Regions from separate parts of the Mus musculus genome. Here region 2 is linked to region 1. Evidence: chromatin contacts called from public Hi-C data. All regions are on one chromosome and are shown on one strand. Each heading gives the region's core, a stretch centred on a gene start, on an enhancer-like site or on the middle of the called end of the contact. The rest is flanking DNA. Distances are from core to core; before and after follow the strand shown. Region 1 overlaps Lrmda (leucine rich melanocyte differentiation associated). Region 2 overlaps Lrmda (leucine rich melanocyte differentiation associated).

Evidence for each region. A called contact is a pair of places that touch in the nucleus more often than the background predicts.
Region 2: a contact with region 1 is called in a Hi-C map of uterus, with 8 times the contacts expected there. The contact joins two enhancer-like sites. A contact is called at or near these places in 4 of 484 Hi-C or Micro-C datasets (the Patski cell line, nephron progenitors and uterus), 3 of 115 datasets of contacts at active chromatin or transcription factors (acute myeloid leukemia, bone marrow-derived dendritic cells and vascular smooth muscle cells) and 3 of 9 other capture datasets (adipose tissue, embryonic stem cells and pancreatic islet).

What each region holds. Positions count from the first base shown.
Region 1 is chr14:22,781,398-22,786,933 of GRCm38.p6, forward strand. The region is part of intron 5 of Lrmda (leucine rich melanocyte differentiation associated); the gene reads left to right. The region is part of intron 1 of Gm30926 (a long non-coding RNA gene); the gene reads right to left. Among named protein-coding and RNA genes, the nearest start is that of Gm30926, 17 kb to the right of the region's middle. Within about 2 kb of position 2,429, at least 60 of the 459 cell types and tissues checked have an H3K27ac peak or open chromatin away from gene starts, as enhancers often do. A contact at or near this core is called in uterus, where this site is marked.
Region 2 is chr14:22,607,113-22,612,648 of GRCm38.p6, forward strand. All of the region lies in intron 5 of Lrmda (leucine rich melanocyte differentiation associated), which reads left to right. Among named protein-coding and RNA genes, the nearest start is that of 4930405A10Rik, 67 kb to the left of the region's middle. Within about 2 kb of position 2,774, at least 15 of the 459 cell types and tissues checked have an H3K27ac peak or open chromatin away from gene starts, as enhancers often do. A contact at or near this core is called in uterus, where this site is marked.

The DNA of each region.
Region 1 (5,536 bases), core at 1,179-3,678:
CTTGCATTTATCAGTGCCATTTATTTAAGATTTGTTTTCTATTTTGTGTTTGCACATTGGTCATTCATTCATTTAGCCTGACTATTCATGCTGTCCTGTGAGTTTTCCGTGTGGTTTGTTTCCTCAGTTAAACTTTGGTCTAGCTGGGGGATGTATTTAACATCCAGGACTTCTCAGCTTTCGGAGTGTCCTAAATGGAATGGCCTACAATCAATGCTGTTCAGACACATGATAATGATGCAACAATATTTAAAGCCACCAAGAGTTGAATGTGGCATTCATGAATACTGCATAAGATCCTCCTTCAGAAGCTTTTATAGAGATCCTGTCCTTTTTGTAAGGTACTGGGATTTGTAGTTAGAAAGCTAAAAATGAGTCTGATAACTCCAGTCTTCAAGAAGCTTACCAAAAGGACCTTCCACACAACCATCCTAGCATTCAGGACTAACTAATAGAGTCCTTTCCTACAGACCTTCAATCTCATGACAACACCCCCACCCTGTGGTTGCCTGCTATCTCCTTGAAGAGTTCACGGACTCCGAACTCACTACTGCCCTTTCTGGCCAAGGTAACATCATGGCCACTCAAATTCTAGGTGGAGGGATATGTCCTAATGAAGAGCCATAGTCTCTTATACTGTCAAGGAGCCATGGAGACCATCTTCAAGCTAGAAAGTTGAAAGATGATGGGAAGTGGACTAGAAATGTAAAGTTCCTTTGTTGGCTCAGAGTCATGGCAACATAAAGGCAAAGGGCATGCTGTGAGACTATCTCATGTAACAGTGGCAGGCTGGAGACAAGGTCAAAGGACCTGTTAGAGACAGACAGGAGCAATGATTTGGAAGACCTTGAATGCTCTCCACATGTCAGGTAAGGGGATGGCCCTTATGAAAGTCATAATTCTACCTCTCACAAGTAGTTGGCTGAGTAAATCCCTATCTGTAATCAAATCTGCCATGTGTCCCTGTACCCATAGCCCATAACTCAACTGGACAATTACCCCTACACCCCCCCACACATACATCCCTCCCCCCCCCCCCCACACACACACCATGGTTTTCCTTCAGTTCAAAGACACATGGTTGGACGAGGAATTATTATAGGGCCCTCTGCTGGCCTGATTTTCCAAGCAGATCTGGTTCATGGGCATCACAGCTCTGTGGGGAAGCTATGTCCGTCTGCCTTACCTGACAAAGCCTCTGAGTGCTGCTTACACTGCTGGACATGTGCCAAGTGGTGTACCACCTCAGAGAGAGAGGGAGGGAGAGGGGGGAGAGAGGGGGAAGAGAGGGAGAGAGAGAGAGAGAGGGAGAGAGAGAAGGAGAGAGAGAGAGAGAGAGAGAGAGAGGGGGAGAGAGAGAGAGAGAGAGAGAGAGAGAGAGAGAGAGAGAGCTGATTTGGGGTTGGGACAGGTGTGGGTCAGTGATAAACAGGTCTTTGCCCATGATTTTGTCTCTCCCTATGATACTGAACCCATCACTAGCAAAGAAATTTAATGCAATGATTTCTCCAAAAGCCATCGAACCCCATTGTAGCCCTGCCTGAACATATAAATATACCCTTCCTGAGGACATATTTGCATTTTTGGGTGAAAGAAATCCATATATATGGCAAAGATGTCTCTGTAATTATAGAAAGTTTATTTCTGTCCCCAGATGTCAGCAATCAAATTCCCCATAAATATATTTTGTGTAAATCTGTCGGCAGCTGGTCTCCATTCAGTTTTCTGGAGATATTAGCCTGTCTTTGAGTTTATGACAAAGTTAAAAATTATTCATTAAACTGACCTGCAGTATATTCAGTAACTGGAAAATTGCCTTGCCGTTCTATTTGGTTTGTAGATGTGATCACAAGTAAATTTTTAACTTAATTAATTGGCCGTTTCTGTTGACAAGAAATTTATGTGGTAATAATTTGCTCGAAATAGATGCCGACTGTAGGAAATGAGATATCCATCATGGGCTTGTGTTCCAGCAGCTGCACAGTGGCTATTATGAAAGTATTTCAGCCTGCGTCGACCCCAGTGTTTGTGCAGTCAAGATTATATATACCCACGATCCATGGCCTGCCAGAGAGGCGCTGGTGGAGGTCTATGATAACAAAGACTCCGTGATTTATGGCTTGCTGTGAAAGCAGAGCTTGATGAGATTAAACAATTTCATAGCACAAGTGTTTCTCAAGACCTGATTTGTAGTTGCAAGCTGATGGTAAATCACATTTATATATCTGCAAGCGTGCTCAGCAGAGGACTGCAATTACAGTTTAAGACAGCTACTTTTTATTTAATTTTTATCCTGGTTTTGTCTCTTTTATATCCCCCTTCGTCTGCAAACCGTTCACCTTCACAAGTCCTTTCGTGGTTAGGAGGCCAAAGATTGAAGTCAGTGATCTTCTTCTTGTCCTCTTGCCAGCTGGGAGGGAGGGGGGGTGGAGTTCTCAGAGCAGTGCGGACTGGCTCAAACTGGCTTTGACTGGTGTGAGCTCTTTGTTCTATTCTGTGTCCTGTTTGCCTTCCTCAGGGTGTATAGCAGACACTTGTGCTACTTGGCACACAGATGGAGGCCAGAAGCCGTCCTCATCCTGGTTGGGAGGGCATCATCTTGTACATGATGTCTGGGAAAGATGGGGATTGCTTTCATTTTGGAAGTCAGAGTGCAGTGTAGTAGGGGAATGAGGAAGCTCACAGCTGGCTCCCCTTGAATGTGACATTGGAACTGTGCTTTTCATGCAGACCCCTGAGGACTAAACTCTGGAACCAGTCCACTTAGTCACTTAGTGATCTAAAAAAAATGATCTACTGTGGCCTCATCTCTGTGCTAAGTAAGCAATAGGACAAACATCTCTGCCTTCCTCACAATACATGGGTGTGTGTGTGTGTGGCTAATAATAATAATGACAATGATAATAACATAGTCTTAAATGGTTGGTGCTTACATTACTGGAGGTTGGAAGGGAAGAAAACAGCATCACTCCTAGCTGAGGAGGCAGAGAGAATGAACAAGGCAGGGACTTACAAAGTAGATTGTAATTTAAGTAGTGGGAAGAGAGTTCTGGACATTGCAATGGTTTGTATAGTCGAAGACGTGGGCTCAACTATGATAATTGTATCACTGGATAATTGTAACAACGGTATAATAATAGCAGTACACATTTCCAGTACATCATCTTACTTACTCTTGGAAACCCAGACCTTGAACATTCTTGTGATCTTTGATTCTCGAATGTTTTGTTGTCTTTCACCATGGAATGGTGAAACGAGCAAGAAAGCATTGTGCCTCTAGGCCATCAGTCAAAGCTCGAAGAGCTCTGGCTGTTCACATGGGCCTGGTATAAACACAGTCACTGGGTAGAGGGACTCAGAGAAAGTCACAGGGACAGGAGGTGATGCGATGAAGAGGGCTGAGATGGGAGTGCACTTTGATGATGGAAAGAAAGAAATGCAGGAGAGACAGGGCAGGGGCAACTCCAAGCATTTCTACTCCTCACAGCATCCAAAAGAAGCAGCTTGATTTCACCTACCAGGACCTGTTTACAAATGGCTAACATTCAAACAGTAAGTCTGTGCTCTTTTAAGACACAGAAGCCATGGCAGTGTGTACAGAAAACCTATACAAGAGCTAGCACATTTTACTGGGCTCCACATTGAGTCTGTAACTGATTTTAGTAGGATAGTGAAGGAGGTGTTTTTGATTTCTGTATTTTCCCAATTCTGTACTAGTTGCAAGGCTGGTAGTATTTCTGCCTATTTTGCTCACAAACCTCTAGTGCCTAGGACAAAACACAAGATGTACTCACATCCATTAGATACGAGTTCGGGGATTAAGTGAATGATTTCATTCTGTCTGTGGAATATGGTTGGCCATTCTCTTCAGGATTCAGCTTCTCCCAAGCCAGACTGCTTATGTCTGAACTGGCCATTTATGAGACACAAAGGAAGAAATGCCTCTCCATTTCTTATGGTCTAAAAACTTATAATATCTCAATGTAGTAAGGAGGTCATTAAAGCCTGGACTGAGAACCTCTAATAGATGTATACTAATGTGTGGCTAATTGTGGTATGTGTATACACATATGCATACATACATGTATGTTTTCATAGATTATATTTTGTCTTGGCAACAAGAAAGTGGGTGAATTTTATACAGAACTTTACCCCATGTTCGTTTTGTCTTATATTTTTTATAAAGTGTTTTCTTTCTTAAATCCCCATCCTTTCTAGATATTTTTTTCAAAAAGATTTCTTTATTTTTATTTTGTGTGTATGAGTGTTTTGCTTGCATTATGTATGTACACCATGTGTGTGCCTGGTGCCCATGGAAGCCAGAAGAGGGCATTGGATACCTTGAGCTGTTTTGGCAGATGGTGGTAAGCCCTTGGTAGGTGCTTGGACCTAAGGACAGTTCCTCTACAAGAACAGCCAGTGCCCTGAACCACTGAGCTATCTCTCCAGGCCCATCCATGGTATTTTCTACCTATTTGTTATTCTAGGTTTTGTGCCCCTGGAGTCTTTTAGCTGGGTGCCTTCAAGCCCAGGCTTCTTCATCAAGACAGCACAGATGCTAAACTGACCAATGAAGTTCTTTATTGGGGAACAAGCCAATCCTCTATCTTTGGCCAGGCTTCCAGAAACCTGCTTGAAAAATCTGGGGAAAGCAAGAGAGCTGTTTCTCCCTCTAGGGTACTAGTGTATTAGCCTCCCAATAAAAGTTAATTGAATTTAATTTTATGTTTTAAGTGTGATGCATTTTAAAGTTCTCCCCAGTGCTAGAGTCCCCATTGAAAAAGCAGTAAATTCATATTATTAAACCACCAAATGTAATTCAGCTCAAATAAGCATATTTGGCAATCTTTATTCTGGGTGTGTGGGACTGACCTTGCCTTGAAACTAAATCACTCCATCCCAGACAAAGTCTGTTTGGAGTTAATTGAGGAAGCAGTGGAGAAGTGCAGTGGGTCACTCGGAGCTTTTTATTCTTTTTCTGGCTCTCACTCAAAGACTTGCCATGGTATACGTTTTCTAATGCCAGGGCCTCCATCCTTTTATAAACACCAATAGTTACCGCAGTGTGGGAGGTGATAAAGTGATGTAGGTCTTCCCTCTGGAGACTGCTCATCAGATGACCTGCTCTTCCAGCTCATTTTAATAGGGATAATTTGTTGCTGGAACATTACAGAGTAGCCTGTGGTAGGAGAAAGCACACTCGGCTGGAACTCAGACAACCTGAATAGTGAACCCAGCCCATCTATTAACCAGTAGAGTGACCTCAGGGTTGGAAGAGAACATCACTTCTATAAACTAGATGCTAAGAGGTTCAAACATTCAATTTAGGTTTCTTGACCACGTTGTAGAATGACCAGAGGGAGGATGGGTTAGGTGGTGATTCAAGGTCAAACTGGACAGAGCTTCAGGCTCTCAGACTTTTTGTGCCTTTGTGCCAAGTGGTTTTCACTACTCCAGTGGAAACCAACCCTCAAAGGCTGTTAGGAGTTCAGAATTCCCTGTTTATGTGTCTGAGACACCTGGGGCACACTCTTCC
Region 2 (5,536 bases), core at 1,524-4,023, 170 kb before region 1:
ATATTCATATGTGTATATGTATGTGTATATGCATATATATAAATGCATATACATACACATATACATGTGTATACACGCATGCACATATTATTTATCTATATATATATATATAGTTTCCTTTTTATGTGTGGAATTAAAAAAATATTTATTTATTTACATGTCATATTTTATTTCCTCCCGCCCCTGTCCACCCTCCAACTGTTCCATATCCCATACCTCCTCCCCACGCCCCACTCCATCTGACCTCTAAACTCCCTGGAGCCTCCAGTCTTTTGAGGGTTAGGTGCAACATCTCTGAATGAACACAGACCCCGCAGTCCTCTACTGTATGTGTGTTGGGGGCCTCATATCAGCTGGTGTATGCTGCCTGTTTGGTGGTCCAGGATTTGAGAGATCTCGGAGGTCCAGATTAATTGAGATTGCTGGTCCTCCTACATGATTATCCCTCTCCTCAGCATCTTTCAGCCTTTCCCCAATTCAACCACAGGAGTCAGCTGCTTCTGTCCATTGGTTGGGTACAACTATCTGCATCTGACTCTTTCAGCTGCTTGTTAGGTCTTTCGGAGTGCAGTCATGCTAGTTCCTTTTTTTGTGAGGGCTCCATAGGTTTACAATTTAACTGCACCACATCTATTGTACTCTGCAATATACCTACCATTCTTCACTTGTGGACCCCTGTTGGACTTGCTGTTCCCTGTAGAAATTGGGGATGCTCCATATTTCAGGATTATGCTCAAGGCTGGGATACAGGCTGAGGCTGTACCTCCTGCTATCTGTCTTTCTATTGTGAAGTCAGGAGTTAAAGTGTGTCCTCCACAGTCTGTTGTGAGGGCAGAGCTATAGAATCTGTGTATAGCGCTGGGACTGTTTTTGGTACATTAGAGACTGACAGCTAATGTTCTTAGCCACACCATCTTAAAACAGTCTGTGACATGACAGTGAGAAGATACTTTTGGATTACAATAGATTTGGGGGCATGTATCAGTCAGCTCAGATGCTGTAACAAAATGCCTCAAACTCAAGAGGCCAAATAAACCTGTGCTAGAATTCTCACAGTGCTAGAATTCCAAGCTTGGTGTAGTAGCATGGCTTGGTTCAGGAGCTGACTCTCTTACTCCTAAGGTCTAGGTATGGAGAAAACCAAAAGGATATCTTTTCTGTTCTTATAGACCACATGACCACGGCCTCATTTAACCTTAATGATCTCCTGGGGGGCTAGGTTGGATTTTAAGATTTCAACAAATAAATTTGAATAGGACACATTGCAGCTCCAAATGGAGAGAGCCCAGTCTCTTCTCCCACCCTGCCTCACTGAGTTTTCTAAGATTTATGCTTTAGGCAATAATTTGAAAGGCTTTAACTAAGCATGTATTCGCTGAATATGAAAGGAGAAAAGAAGACCATACATTCTTCCCAGGGAGGTCTCAGCTCCTGAATTTGGGAGTCTTGTAACACAGAGCAAAGCCATTTATTCCACAGGAATTGTAGAGAGAGGGATCCAGGCCCAAGAAAGCATTCAAGGTTTAGTGTAGAACAGACAAAGGAAGAGGGTCCAGGGTCACAGATACACTTGAGAGGACAACAGGACACAGTCCTGGTAGACAGGACAGCTGTGGTGGAGGCTTCTCACAGCCTCATCTCAGCAGAAGGACGCCTGATGCAGAAATAAGCCCTTAAGCCCTTTCATTTGGATGACCTTGGACTCAACTCTCCTAATCCCCCTCCAACTCCCTTGGCGAATCTGGACGTCAAGGCTGAGGTTTAGATCCTGGAATCTGTCATTGGGATTAGGCTCCCTTCAGCCACAAAGTGGAATAGAAAAGGCCGGGGAGTGACGTTGGGGGCTTATTACCCATGTCCAAAGAATATTATCTCATCCTTAGAAGGACTTTGAAACCCAAGGTGGAGATATCAGATCTTGGGATAATTACAGAACAGCCAAGTCCTGAATTACAAAAAGCCACATTAAAAAAAAAAAAAAACAAAAAAAACAAACAAACAAACAAAAAAACCAAATGTATCTGCTCAGTATAATGTGTAAAGAAAAAAAGATTTCTACATGCATTCTAATTTTTAGTCATGGGCTGTTTAGGAAAAGATTAAGTTACAAAGGATTCATTTCTTCCTTGTATTGAGAACAGCTCCATGGCCAACTTGCGACTTGTGCTTAGATGAGAGGGCCGGGACAGGAAGAGCGGGGACTCTGTTTGTACAAACGAAATGTTCAGTGGGAAGAAAACTGACCCTGGGAGGAAAGCGTCTCCCTCTCCCTCTTCTTCCAAGCTCTGTGGGATTAATGTGCAACTTTGTTCATATAACTGCTACAAACAGTTCACTGTGTAGGCCAAACACTCTCTAATGCAGTAAAATTAAGAAATAATACACTTTGAAAGTGATTTATGAGTGCGGTTAAACTGCCAGATTTACAAAGAAATAGTTCAGATCTTGGGAAGCCTCAGGAGTCACGTCAAAAATGAACTTGACCATGATTTAAACTGCTACTTTTCTTACATGACATTTAATATGTGTACTTTAGAGGCCCATATGTCTTTAATAAAATAGCATTAAGTTTTAAATATGATATGAATGCAGCCAGTTTCTAAATTCATAACCTTTTCCACAACTCCAAAATGCTAACCAATAAGGGAGTCATACACGCAATAAAACATAAACCTTAGAAAATAGCTTTTTATTAAAATGGTTAGGCAGTTGGCAGCTGGGTTGCAGTGTAATAAATACTTACAGCGCTGTGGGTTTATCAGACGTTGTTTACCCTGCTAGCAACTGGGACCAGACAACTAATTATAGACCCTGTGCAAAGGCACTCCACGCTCAGTCCCCAAAGTGTGTCAGAGAGCGAGAGGAGCTATGCTGAGAGTCTCCATCCAAGGACTGCTATTCAGCTTCCTTGCCAGCAGTTAAAGGTGACCTTGGGCAAGTCCCCCCATTTCTCTGACTTTGAGCTGTGTCATGGTGGCAACAGTACCATCTGCCAGATAGATATATGTTGATAATAGCAGACTATAGTAGTGGGTCCGTTAAAAACCAAACCACTGTTGGGGGCTAGAGAGGTGACCCAGGGATTAAGAACATTGGCTAGGCAATAATGAAGACTGGAGTTTAGGCCCCAGCACCCTTATATCAAGCCGGACACTCCACAGATACCTGAAGCTTCAGCTCTGAGGGACCAGATAATAGCACAAGAGCATGTACATACACACACACACACACACACACACACACACACACACACACACACATGGGCATATACATCTGTAAGTGCATGTACACACCCATAAACAAATAGAATTAAAGAAATCTTTAATAGGTTTTAAAAAAATCAATTCTCTAAAAGCTCTTCCTGTTGTTAATGAGTTAATTTAGGCCAGATCTTCCTTGACAATCTATTCTGAGTCCCAGAAGCACTTAGGAAAGTTGAGTCTCTCACCAGGGCTCCCTGGCATCTTTGTAGAATGATTTGGAGGACATGAGCCTTAGTCACCTCTCATAAGGCAACGGCATGTTACAAATGACAGGAGATATTGGTTCCCCGGCATGAGGGCCAGTCCTTCCTTGTTCCTAGAGATGAGGGTGAACTACTCCACGTGGTTTCTTCTTGCCTTTGTGTTTGGAAATTTTGATGCGTTACAATAAAAGAATTTTCAGGGCTCCAGCTGCTGTTCCTGTATGTGTAACTGTGTCAGCAGCATGTCGGATGTGGGACTTCCCAGGCTCTGTATCCTTGCCCACCTGTGTATATATATATATATATATATATATATATATATATATATATATATATATTATATTATATTATGTATATATATATAATATATATATATATTATATTCTGACCTACCTGTGAAGTTTGGATCACAGACATGTGTGTGGTACTCAGACTAAGAGCCCAAAGTACCGTTTTATTTTATTTTTATACATTTAAAAAAGTGTTAAGATCCTATTAAGGGATATTGTGGTGGTTTGGATGAAAATGGTCCCCCATAGGCTCATAGGGAGTGGCGTTGTTTAAAAGGATTAGGACATGTGGCCTTGTTAGTTTAGGTGTGGCCTTGTCAGAGGAAGTGTGTCACTGGGGATGGGTTTTGAGGTTTCAGAAGCTCAAGGCAAGCCCAATGGCAGACTCTCTTCCTGCTGATCAGGATGTAGAACTGTCAGCTACTTTTCCAGCACCGTGTCTCCCTGCATGTCACCATGTTTCCTACCATCATGTTAATGGACTAAACCTCTGAACTGTAGTCCAGCCCCAGTTGCTGTGATAATGGTGTCTTTTCACAGAATGAAACTCTAGCAAGACAGATATTAACAAGGAAACTCATTTCTATCCACTCTCCACATGCCAACTACACAACCTTCCATTCTCTTCTCTTGCCCTCTCCATGGTTTTTGTATATCAAAAACTTCAAACTTCACTTTCTAGCTCACACTTTTCTCATTTTTTTTCTGTATTCTTCCACATATTCCTATCACAAACTGTGCAGTTCTCTGTCGAATTTGATCTGTGAGCCATCAATTACCATACCATGTTGTTCTTGTTTCTTGATTTTAGTCTTATGCACAATGCTGGCAGTGTGTATCAAGATCTGTGTAAGCAACCATGCTCGTTTCCTTTATGATGCTTACCTAGAATAACAGCATCCCCAAGCCTGCTGGAAGGCAGGATGTAACTCTATAAACCTTAGGTGCTAGGTTAAATTCCCAGGTGCTACTTTTCAAGCTGATGGTCTGTTTCAGGTGAGACATTTCACCCAACAAGGTTTGCGAGAAGTGGGTCTTAAGTTATGTTTAATACTTCAAGACCCTCTTTGGAGCAGGTTTCATGGAGTCTTATTGGCTGGCATGGCTTGGCAACTATGGGCTTAGGCTCTGTAGGTGCTCCTACAAAGCACACATTGACCTGTTAAGTTGCAGTCCAAGGGAATTATGGGTTCCCCTGAGCATCCCGAAAATTATTAACAGCATGCAGTCTTGATCAGTGTGAATGTGCGTTCAGACTGTTAGCCAAATCTTTGCATAATACCAATCATTCTACCTATAAAAGCACAAATATGTTATTGTTCTCAATAGGCAATTTAATGCAGCTTTGGGGAGGAAAAAAAGAGAAAAGAAGATTACAGGCTGGCTGATCTTGCTTTTATTTCTCTTAAATCTCCCCACACTTCTCAGGGGTTATACTTGTTTAAACATTGTTTGCAACTGTGCAGCCTGTGTGATTTGGAAAGCAAATCAAACTAAACGCAACGTCTTCAGCATGTGCTGTTTTTAAAGGATTTCATGCATTCATTCCAAATATATATTTCTCCCCGAGTGGTTCTGAACCTATAATCTTTTCCTTGTTACATTTCTTTTGGCAGGAAGGGGGGCCAAGGAGGTGACTTGGTTGGGAGTGGAAGGCTCCTATTAAGAGCTACCTCCTCCTTGTGCGGTGTTATTCACAGTAGCGCTATTAGGGCTAATTATTTTCAGGTTTCTATCAAAGGGGGATATTTGAGCTGACAAAAATACATTATTTGGAAGA